Linked DNA regions of Mus musculus: region 2 is linked to region 1. A link is a contact called in public Micro-C data. All regions are on one chromosome and are shown on one strand. The core of a region is the stretch at or near the end of the contact, and the rest is flanking DNA. Distances in the headings are between cores, read along the strand shown. Region 1 overlaps Gli2 (GLI-Kruppel family member GLI2). Region 2 has its middle 30 kb from the start of Gli2.

Region 1 (5,877 bases), core at 765-3,264:
ATTTGTTCTAACTGGGCAGACCTCATTTCCAAGGCGCTTTCCATCTGTTACCTGACATGACCCTCTGGAGCCTCAGTGAGAAGCAAGATGGGAGCTGTCCTTCTCAATGGCCCAAGGAAGGAAGACAACACCATGCTGGAGTTCTGGGACGGTGTGTGTGGGGACTTTCTCAAGAGCTGTCACACACCCCACATGGTTCTCTACAGCCCAATCCAGCCCCCAGGTGCCTTCCAGCTTGTCTCCTAGGTGACTCTATATCCTGTCAAGTTGAAAGTCAATGACTATCCACCACACCCAGCAGAGGTTCCTACAGGTACAGGCAGGGAAAGTACTCCACTTCTGAGTAAAGGGTCAAGATGGGAAGCATGGTTTTGTCCACAACTGCTTGAAGCAAGAGATGCCACCCCATTTGTGGCATCCCACACTTCTCCCCCCTTGAGCCCCCTCCAGAACACAGATATAGACCCACCAAACGGGTATGAGGTGTGACCTTAGCATAAGGACTGACCAGGAGCAGTCTAGAAGGAACAAGAGGGGAAGAGAATGCACAGGAGGAACAAGACCAGGACTGCTGAGAGCTACAGACCACAATTCTGTCAAACCAGGGGCATGAGGGCTCCAAGTAGCCCTTCTTTGTGACAACATATGCATCTGTTACAAAAAGCACACGGTAAAACTAAGCCAAGCTGAGGAAACGGCTCAGTTGGGAAAGCAGTCGTGAAGACCTGAGCCTGATCCCCTGTAACCAGTGTCTAAATGTGGAGCAAGGTGGCACATGCTTAGAATTCCAACTCTAGAGAGGCAGAGACAGAAGGATACCTGGGGCTCAAAAAGCTGGCCATCTGATTGGTGGGTTTGAGGTCAATAAGAGACCCTGTCTCAAAAGAGGTGGACAGCTTTCCTGAGGATGATGTCCATTGTATCCTTTGGCCTACACACACACATACACACACACACACACACACACACACACACGCACGAACTCGCACCTGCATGAACACACAAAGACATGAATAATAAAATAAAACAAGGTAAAAAGTAAATAAGTTTTGTTGAGATCTCAGAGACTGGGTAAACATCTGGAGAAACCGATTACATCCCACATTAAAACTTGGCAGTGGAGCTGGAGAGACAGCTCAACAGGTAAGGGCACTTGCTGCTCTTCTAGAGGACCAGAGTTCAAATTCCAGCACCCACATCAGGCAGCTCACATCCAGTCACTTGTAATTCTAGCTTTAAGGGGGTCCAATGTCCTCTTCTGATCTCTAGGGACACTGACACACATATGCTACACACACACACACACACACACACACACACACACCTGAAAATAAAGCACTAAAAAAATAAAGTGTTCACAATAAGCAATAAGTGGGATTGTCAGGCAGCAAGCAACATGAATTGCAAATGCCCCTAAACTCAGCTGGAGCCACCACAAAACCCTGGCAATTCCCAGACAGTCACCGCAACGGGCCTCTCCTAGGCAGTGATTAATATGCAGTCGACTGAGAGGAAAGCCTTCCTTCTGCCAGTGGGAAGGAGGAGGAGGTCAGGTGGCTCTTCCCAGAATCAGGAGACTGTCTGCCATATACAATCTTGCTCCGTGCAGGCTTGGTCAGTACCGGGGCTTATGCAGAAGAAACAGCTTTGCCCAGTATTCCCCAGAGCCAGCTCCGCAAAGGCCTAAGGAGGCGCAATCCGAGGGAGATCACCACTCAGCTGCCCTGCAGGAATGGAGCTCAGAGGCCTGTCCATCTTTTTAGTGACCTGCTTCTGAGAGTTTCTTCATCCTTCCTTTCTTTTTTCCCTTTGGTAATTCCTTCTAAGACACTGCCCTGAATACGGAATCACTTGTTCTTGTAGGGCTCAGACCAACTCCTGTCACTTTCTTTTTTAGGGTACGCAAGACTTACAATTCCCAGTTTTCTATGGGGGAGCTGAGCCAGAAGTAACCGCTTTGCAATGCTCTGAATAGAACCAGTTCTCAGAAGATCCTTCAAGAAGGCTCAGCTGCTGGGCTGCAGGCGCCCAGCAGGAATCTCCATTGTCAGGGAGCCACACACAGGCCCGGAGGGGGAGGAGGTGAGGGGGATCTTGGGGCCACCTACTTTTGAAAATGAACCCTCTTTGGGGGTTGGGTTTGAATGCTTACCTAGGGCCCTCCCTCCCTTCTCCATCCAATACTAAGAGCAAAAAACCCCCGCCAGGCTTAGATAGATGTCAGCCAGCACGTACGTGTACACACACACACACACACACACACACACACACACCCCAATAGAAATGAGAAACAGTGGGCTGGCAAGATGGCTCAGCCCATAAAGGTGCTTTCTGCACAAGCTTCATGACCCAGTGACTGGAGAGTTTAATCCCTCCAATCCCTGTAAAGGTAGAAGGTGAGAACTGACTCCACAGAGCTGTCTTTTGACCTCTACACATATACTTAAGCACATCCATAACCCCCCCCCCAACCCCGACACACACATACCACGGATGCACACATTACAATAATAAACAAAATTTAAAAACTAGAAGAAACAAAAGCACTGACAACCCACGGCAACCTAGCCACTCTCCCAAACCACTTGAGGACTTGCTAAGATGCTTTAATATCTTAGAAAGTCACCTCAGTCTATAATGGAATAATGGTGTACACTCCTAAGCAGACCACTGGCCCCATGTCACAGGGAAGTCGTTTTGTAGAGGAGCACTCTATGGCCCTCTAGATTTCCAATCCACTGATTCAAAGCTGCAGGAAGCCTACCTCATCATGTCCCCAATATGACCCCAAGATAGGGACATTAGTAAGAGTGACTTGCTTTGGAGACAGTGGGACACCTCCAGGACATTGGGGACAAGTGGCCAGGGGTGGTAAGGGGGCATCAGCTGACATCTGTTATCTATGGGAAACATGCCTGTTGGGCCATACTGTGTGTACCAGACACCCTGACAGCAGGCCAGAAATGGGGGGGATAGCTCAGGTGACAGACAGGCAAGCAGCAGGATCCACAGCAACTGTGTAGCAGGACGGACAGAGTGTGGATTATACACCCATGTTCCCAAGGGCAAACAGAGGTCTGGACACTGTCCTCCTACTTGTGTGTCCATCAGGGACACTAACTGTGTGACCTTAAGGTTCCTCACTCCCTCCAGACCTGGGACCCCAATCCCTTTCCTGAGAAAAACCTCGCTCTGTGGAACCAGAGAACCTTCATGAGATCATAAACCAAGAGGGGCACAACTAGAGGACTTGAACAAAGACACCAAATCTCCCGTCCCTTCCCCTGCCCTCCCCTTCTTTAAGCGGAGATGGAGTTCAAGCTCAGACCATCCCGAACAACTCTGGTTGATACACCTCCCCAGGAACACCTTCTCTGCTCTATACCAGTGTGCTATTCCACAGGCAAGCCAAGCGGCCCTTCCTCCAGGAAGGCTCCCTGGCTTTCTCTTCCCCCCACCTTGGCCTCACCTCAGCACTCACTGTTGGGTGAAATTCACCTGTGACTTGTCACAGCTCCTGACTGGGCATCACTTATGTTCATCTCATCTGCTCTATCCCCACTGGCAGGTGCCCAAAACCTACTTTTTCATTTGCCTTGTGCCCAGTGGGTGCCCAAGAAATTTTGCTGATAAGTGGACTGGACAGAGAATGAGAAATCAGACACAATACTGGGAACTGTTCAGAAAAAAAAAAATCTCCAAGAAGTGAGTGGACGTGGCTAAGACAGGCAGAAGATGCTTGTCCTGGCTCCTCCCCACCACCTGGCTCCAGCTCCCTGAAGCTGATTCTTGGTGTGTGTGCGCATGTGCACACACTCTCATTTCTAAGACCCTGTAACCTGTCACAATAGAGTAAGCACAGATGTCTCGGGGATGGGCGGTGGGGGGGAGAGCGCGAGCACTCACCATGCCTCACCATCCCAAACACAAACTGGCAGAGCTGTGCTCCTAACCCCACCCCCCATCCCCCAACACCAGGCTTCATGGGAAACACACCACTTCCAGTCTGCATGCCTATAGCTGTTGTCTACCCCTTCCCTGAGCCACATGCATAGGGTCTTTTGTGTGTGCCGAAGAAAACAAGCCCTTTAGTTAAGAAGGTAAATGTGTAAACGCACTGGGGATGCCATTCAAAACGGGAGAGGACTCAGAACTACTGAGCTTGGATCTTCAGGCTCAGTCATCAAAAGGAATGAACAAACGGAATCAACAGGTGTCGCAAATGTCCCAGAAAAACACCCCCAATAAAACCAAAAACATCTCCCATCCTGCCAAAACAGACAGCCACGAGGCCAAGCTGCAGGGCACTTTGGCAGCAGAAAATGTTTATTAGGAGCAAGCCGCCCTTCCCTATGAGAGCCCTGTTTAGCCCACTGGCTGCTCCTAGTGAGGCTTCTTTTCAGCATCCATCCAGTCGGAGAGAAGGCAGCCTATAGGGCAAGGGCTTAAGAGGGCCCATGCAGGGCTGCAGTAGGAAGGGCCACTCCAAATCACTTTGGCAAACTCAAGAGGCCACCATGGCTGGTAAAACAAACAAGAGGCTCCAAGCACTATCAGAGCAAAGTTGCCTCTTTTGCTGTGTCCTAGAAGGACACTCACCATGAAAAGGGCTCATGAGAGCTGCCCCCGAACGTCTCATATTGATCTAGCTCCATGTAAGGCTCCTGGCATCTCAAGGACCTGGGCAAACACTGGACAGCGCTTCTCCACTGCACTGAGCAGACACTCCACAGCTTCCCAAAGAGAAGACCCACCCCCCCAAACCCCAGCAATCCATCAAGTAGATGCAAATCTGTCCAGGACAAAAACCAGGCAAACAGCACCCCTCTCCACATAACGGCCCTCGCAGGAGAAGGGCGCGTGCGGCACTGTTGTGTACACATCTCGCTAAGTACCCCAACTTCTGATTAGCCTCATCATGATTTGTGTGCACACTCGCCTCTTTTGAAAGGCTCCCAAGTGCTCAGAACAAGTTGACTCAAGGCTAACCTCAAACAGTGGCTTTCCTGAGCTTGGTCTTTTAGAAACAACACAGGCCTGGGCCCTGGGAAAAGAAATGCTGAGGGGTGGGGGTCCTAGGGGAAACGGCTCAGTTAGTAAAGCACTTGCTATACAAGGACAAGGACCTGAATTAAGGTCCCCAGAACCCACATTAAAAAAAAAAAAAAACAAAAGCAAAAAAACAGGCACAGAGGCACTTGCCTGTAATCCCAGTGCTAGAGACCCCATAGCCAGGATCAGGGAGTTTCAGGCTCATCAAGGGACATTATTCAATCCCAGTACTTGGGAGGCAGAGGCACAGGGCAGACAGGTAGGGAAGGACTGAGGGAGGCTCCAATATGGACCTTGGACCTTCACATACACGTGTAAACAAATGTAAAGTTGAAACTGTCCATACCTTTGCACAGGTGTGAGTATGCACACACACACAGAGTGCTAATCACAGGTTGGAGGATACATTGGAAGTATCTATCTAGGCTAAGAAAAGGAAAGAGGAGACTAAGAGACCAACCTTGAGCTATATCCTTTGCAGGTGAGGGCCAAATGCATGTGGTGAGAGTCCTCTGTATCTTGTAAGGTCTGTGACTTCCCAGGTGGGAGTTTTTCACTAGGGCATCTGACCACCTGCTCTCAACAACTGCAGGTGTTCATGGAGAACCAGCTGCTAAGATCTATTTGTGATGCTGGGTATCTTCCTTTAGCATCCTGGTACCTCCAGAGAAAGCATGTAGGTTTGGAGGAAGATAACAACTTCCTATGCTTTTCTGCATCTTACATATTTAGAGTACTGAATTCCTGTACATCCCTTATAAGAGCTCCGGGTGCCCTGGGCATCCCCTATTTAACAGATACACACTGGCAGCTTCTACCACACCC
Region 2 (5,992 bases), core at 2,087-4,586, 170 kb after region 1:
GAGAGCAACGGATGGAACCTCTCAGGGTTTAGAACCGCAGAGAAGAACAAACACCCGCCCAAAGACAAGTCAATGTCCATGCTCACTCTTTATCAATAGTTCAGACCCTCCGAAATATTGTTTATTTTTAAAGTTGTGGTAACTACAACACATACGATGTATTATTATCTTCCCTGCTGTGTGTGTGTGTGTTTGTGTGCATATGGCCTGTGTATGTGTATGGCTGAGTCAGAGGTCAACTTTGTGTGTCATTCTCAAGATGTATCCACCTTGTTTTTTCCTGTTTTCAAATAGTTATCTTATTTGTGTGTGTGTGTGCATATGCTTGTGTGTACTAATGCACATGTGAATGTAGGAGCCTGTGAATGCCAGAGCCTCAAGATCTTCTGCAGTTAGAATTACAGGTGTTTGTAAGTTGACCAAATTCAGGCCCGCTTTGAAAGCCTCATGTTCCTGTCAGTGCCAAGCCATCTCTCCTGTTTTTTGAGACAGGCTCTCGCATTTTAGTCTGAAACTCTCTGACTGACGAGGCCACTTGTTCCAGAAGTCCTCAGGATCTGTCTGCTTCGGCCTCACCAGGGCTAAAATTACAAAACTTTTTACACACGAGTCCCGGAATTTAAAGTCGGGTTCTCAAACATGTTACCCACTGAGCCCCCTCCCTGTTGTCCTGTCTTACTCCCTCGTAAGTGTGTCATTCTATGGTGACACAGCCATGTGGTTAAAAACTAGAGTCTCCATCCACCCATGAAATCGTCATCACATCAAAGTGAGACTGTATTGGCTCCTGTCCGTTGGCAGAACTGACGAGAGGGTTCACCTGGGAAGACAGCGACTGCTAAACCTGACAGCCTGAGTTCTAGCCTTAGGATGAACATGCTACAAAGAGAGCAGTGACTCTATTTCTTGGAAGTTGTCTTCTAACTTCCATATGTGATCTGGCTTTGTTATCCAGGCTGGCTTTGAACTCCCCTCTGCTCCCAGCTTCCACACGGCTATGCCTGGCTTCTTTTCATTTTCCTTTTGTTTTTGTTTTTTTAATTTATTATTTTTAAATTTAACTTATTCATTCAACGTATGAGTGCTCTGATGCATGTACCCCCACATGCCAGAACCACATGCAGGAAAAGAGGGCATCAGATCCCTTTTATAGATGTCTGTGAGCCACCATGTGGGTCCTGGGATTTGAACTCAGGACCTCTGGTAGAACAGTCAGTGCTTATAGCTGTTGAGCCATCTCACCAGCCCCTTTTCTTTTGTTTTATGTATCTTCTAGATGTATGTTCCTGTGTCACAGAGGTCGGAAGAGGTCTTTAGATCCCCTGGGACTGGAGTTACAGACAATTGTGAGCCACCACGTGGGGCCTGGGAACTGAACCCAGGTTTACAGCAAGAACAAGTGTTCTTACCCACTGAGCCATCTCTCCAGTCCTTAAATTGTAAATTAAATTAATTACTATTGTGGCACGGGGACTGCAGGGTACAATATTCGTGTGGAGGTCAGAGGACAACCTAGTGGTGTTGGTTCTCCGCTTCCACCTTAACGTGGGCTACTGGAATCCACCTCAGGTCTCTAGACCTCTGCCCATCTCTGGTTCTGCCCCTCCCTTCCCTTTCCTTCCTCTCTCTTCCCTGCCCCCCTCCTTTTCTTTCCTAGACAAAGTATCAGAGGGCTCAGGCTGGCCTCAAACTCACATGTAACCAAGGGTAACTGTTGGTTCCTTCTCCCACCTCTGCCTCCAGAATGCCAGGGCCACAGATAGAAGCCAACTTAAGCTGAGCGCTTTCTCAGTGGCGGATTGGGCCAGCCCTTTCTGGTTTTATTCTTATTTTAAAAGTAATCATCCCAGTGTCCACGAGAAAGATTCCTACTGTCACCACCCAGCATCCCAGTAGTAAACAAAAGAACAAGGGTCAAAGAAACCAAGTTTCAAGGTGAGGCCTGCCAATTACAAACTCTGTGAAGAGGGCAGGTGGTGCTGGGGACTCCTCCTGGCAGCTACTGGCTGAGGCGTTGGCTGTTGTACAAGAAAGAGCACGCACAGTGGAGCTCACATTGCACTTCCCAGAAGCAGGAGGCAGTGAGAGGATGGGAAGAAGAAGGGTCTGGTAGACGGAAGGAAAGCCTTTCCTTATATCGCAAATTCTGGTTACGCAGTACCAGTGATATCTCCAGCTGGCCTTCATCTCTCCTGTCTGTCTGCCACCTGTGGTCTCTTGCTCTTTTCCTTATGCTACCACTAAAGAAGTCCCACACACGGTCAGGAAAAGCTGGTATTCTGACTCAGTGCTGCCACCCAGTGGCCCAGTGGAGGGCAGCACTTAGCCTCTGTGGAACCTGGGCTTTCTCCATCATCACAATACAACAACAACAACAACAACAACAACAACAACAACAACAACAAACCGGCTTTGTGGTGATGCTTGCCGTTGATCTCGGAACTCTGGATGCAGAAGCAGGCAGATCTCTGTGAATTCCAGCCCAGCCTGGGCTACATTGTGAGATCCTATCTCAAAATAAGTAACAATTGGACTGGAACTAGATATTCTGGATGCTACAAATGGAATAAACATAGTGTCTGCTTTTAAAACATATTATTATTATTATTATTATTATTATTATTATTATTATTATTAATTGTGTGTGTGAGAGAGACAGATAGACAGAGACAGACAGACAGAGACAGAGACTGAGACAGAGCGTACCATGGTGCATATGTGGAGGTCAGAGGACAGCTTTATGGAGTTGGTTTTCTTCTCTTACCTTTAGCTCTGGGGAAGGATTTCAGGTCCTGAAAGCTCTTTTGCTTGCTGAGCCACCTTCTTTCCACCTTGTCTTCCCTCCTCCCCCCACCCCCCTTTCATGAATGAGGACATAGAGTGGCTTCTATAGCCTGCTAGACCTGGAAATCTTGTCTCCACCCTTGCGGGGCCACCCACCTCAGAAGCTTCCATCAGGGTTTCCTGTGGCCCAGGCTGGCCTAGAAATCACTGTGTAGCAGAGGATGACCGTGAACCGCCCATCCTGCCTCTACCTCCCCAGAGCTAGTGTAACAGGTGTGTGCTACTGTGTCTGGTGGGACTGAACCCAGGGCTTCCTGCATACCAGGCAAGCTTTCTACCCTCTGAACTGTTTCCCCGCCCACCTAATGCGCTGCTTGGAGTACTGTGGATACCGCACGGATACCTCCTAGTTGCTTCTACAGAAAGGAGTCAGAATGCTTCATGGAACTCACCCCATGCAATTGCTTTGTTCTCTCTGTGTTTAGGGTCCAGACTCACTTGGAGGGATGGCGCCCGAGGACCACTGTGGAAGACGCTATTCTTGGTTTTCTTCTGCCCTCTGGTGGTGTAATTTGAAAAGACACTAGTGAAGGCCGACTGAAGTGGGTGTCCTCAAAGGGCTGGGGCAGGATTTCCAGGGTCCACAGGTATCAGAAGCCTCTCTATGGTCCCACCCTTCACCAGCCTCTTAGCTATTTCCGGAGCTCTCAGCAGGACCTTTTGTTTTTCAGGTCTTCTACAACTCTTCCAGAGGAACAGACCAGCCAGGGGCTGTGGGCACAGGAAGCTTTGGGCCTGTCCTTTCCCAGTGCGTCTTGTGTGGTCAGAGCCCAGGAGGACCTCAGCAGAGGAAAGACAGGTGGGCAAGAAAGCAATGAGGAGCCTCCCTTGGGGGGTGTCTGCTTCCTGTACACTTTGTTGCATTTATGTGTGTGTGCATATGTGTGTGCTTTCACGTATGAGTGTATATGAGTGCATGAGTGTGTGTGTGTGTGTGTGTGTGTGTGAGTGAGCGTGTGTGCATATGTGTGTGTGTGTGATTCTCAGTGTACTGCTGTATTGTTTTCTAGGTCCTTCAATGAATATGATATAGCTACACATAGACACTGCTTGCGGGCAATCTTGCACACGCGTATTGAGTGTGGAGCTGTTGGCGAGGTGTAGAAAGAGTGTCATTGCACTCTGTAAGTGGTCAGTAGCTCTCATTCCACTAAGAATAAGAACTATGCAATCCCAGTGTGACAGCCAGAACTAAGGAAGCGAGCAAGCTTTATTAATACATAACCCCCCTCATGCTCGAGAATATTTACCATTCCAACCGTGTTCAGATTTTCAGGTTACTTAGCAAGTATCCCCCACCTCCACTTCCTGAAACAGAGTCTCCAGGGTAGCCATGGGTAACCTTTGGATTTGTGGTCCTCTTGCCTCTGCGCCCCGAATGTTGGGATTACAGTACGGGAATACCTTAGGCCAACCCGAGTTAGGAAAGGGAGGCAGAGTCTCCAGTTCTGAGATGCTGCAGGAAGGAGTACAGTGAGTTCACACTTGGGAATGAATTGCTCGCATATGATACAGGCGAAGAAGTTTGACAGATTAAGGTCCCTATTAAGGCCCACCAGTGGCGGTGGGCATGCAGCATCCGTAGGGAACAGCGTGTAGGTGTCTCACTGATGGGACTCTGTTGTGGCAAGGCCCATGGGGACCCCTCCCATGTGGCAAGGACCTGTGGTGAATTTGGAGGCCTCTATGCTTAGTACCTAGATTGCGTGTGTTTCGAGCTCTCCTTGCTCGCCCTATGCTGTCTACACTCAGTGATACTTAGTTCCACTTTGCTGATCATGGGCAAGGCTGGGACCTCACAGGCTGAAAGCCCTGGGGATGATTCTGTGTCTGTTGCAATACTCTTTTGAGGGATAAAACCTTCCTCTCCTCTCCTCTCCTCCCCTCCCCTCCCCTCCCCTCCCCTCCCCTCCCCTCCCCTCCCCTCCCCTCCCCTCTCCTCTCTCTACCTCTATTGATCCTCCAGATGTGACCACCAATCTTGGGTAGTTTGGGACACGTCCCTAGAGAAACAGCTACAGTCACAGAGTAAGCCTGCTTGTAGTACTTGTGGGGAACTACATAACTGCTTGCTTAACTGTTCCGAGGAAGGTATGTCTGATCAACAGAGACTTTAAAAATGGGTGAGCTGCGTCTGATCAATAGACAATTTAAAAAATGCCTCTTGGCAAGATGGAATCAGAAACTGACACCTGCATATCAGGAAAGGTTTGATACAACGAGCATGTCTCTGCCTGCAATTTAAAAAGCCCCAGAGGACAAAAGACTGCCTTTGGAAAAAGAGGAGGCAGGGGTGGCCTATAGGCAAATAGCAGTTTATAAAGGTAAAGGGTGGGAAACCCCAAGTTAGGATGAGGTGTTTAATTTAATTGGGCATGTTAATTAGGTGAGCCAAAGGGGGCTTCTGATTGCTGGACTTCAGTACTTTAATAGCTGGACCTTGGTAGTCAGCCTCAGGAGGGGAAAGTGGCCAAATGAGGGAATAGACCTTGGTGGCTAGCTTTAGGAATGCAACCTAATGGGTTTTTAGCAAGGCAAGGGGGACAAGAGAGGCTGGCAAGGCCTGCCAGAGCAGCACTAGCCGCTCTTACCACATACTCGCCACGCCCTAGCCACGCCCAGCCACGCCCACGACACAAGCTCACCCTTCTACCATTTGCATTTCACTCTTTCTGCTTCTTGCTTTCAGTTCAGGCTATGACCACTCAGCGGCTGCTCCTTCTGCCATGTCTGCCTCTTGTTGCCACGCTCTGGGCAACGGTTGAACTCTGAATCTCTGAGCTGAAATAAACCGTCTCTTCCTAAAGTTGCCTTTGGTCATGATGTTTTCTCACAGTAACAGAAAAGTAAGTAATCTGGACACTCACCCAGGCTCCAGATGAGAGCACAGGCGACCGGCTCGGTGGTTTGCATCCTGTAAGACCCCGAGTAGAGGACCTGTGTGCCTGCATGGGCACCCTGCATGTGCCTGGTGCCTTGGAGGCTGAAAGAGGGCATCAGAGCCCCTGGAACTGGAGTTAAAGATGGTTGTGTGTCATCACATGGGTGCTGGGAACAGAACCCTGGTCCTCTCTGCAAGAGCAGCAAGTGCTCTTAACCACGGAGCCCTCTCTCTAGGCCTTTAATTGCTCTTTAAGTACACACAACA

The links. Hi-C and Micro-C count contacts between places; a contact is called where the count stands out from the background.
Region 2: a contact with region 1 is called in a Micro-C map of embryonic stem cells, with 3 times the contacts expected there. The contact joins two enhancer-like sites. A contact is called at or near these places in 10 of 484 Hi-C or Micro-C datasets (the HPC-7 cell line, cerebral cortex, embryonic stem cells and 3 more) and 6 of 115 datasets of contacts at active chromatin or transcription factors (all in embryonic stem cells).

What each region holds. Positions count from the first base shown.
Region 1 is chr1:118,909,312-118,915,188 of GRCm38.p6, forward strand. All of the region lies in intron 2 of Gli2 (GLI-Kruppel family member GLI2), which reads right to left. Among named protein-coding and RNA genes, the nearest start is that of Mir6346, 42 kb to the right of the region's middle. Within about 2 kb of position 2,015, at least 42 of the 459 cell types and tissues checked have an H3K27ac peak or open chromatin away from gene starts, as enhancers often do. A contact at or near this core is called in embryonic stem cells, where this site is marked.
Region 2 is chr1:119,080,510-119,086,501 of GRCm38.p6, forward strand. No RefSeq gene overlaps it. Among named protein-coding and RNA genes, the nearest start is that of Gli2, 30 kb to the left of the region's middle. Within about 2 kb of position 3,337, at least 18 of the 459 cell types and tissues checked have an H3K27ac peak or open chromatin away from gene starts, as enhancers often do. A contact at or near this core is called in embryonic stem cells, where this site is marked.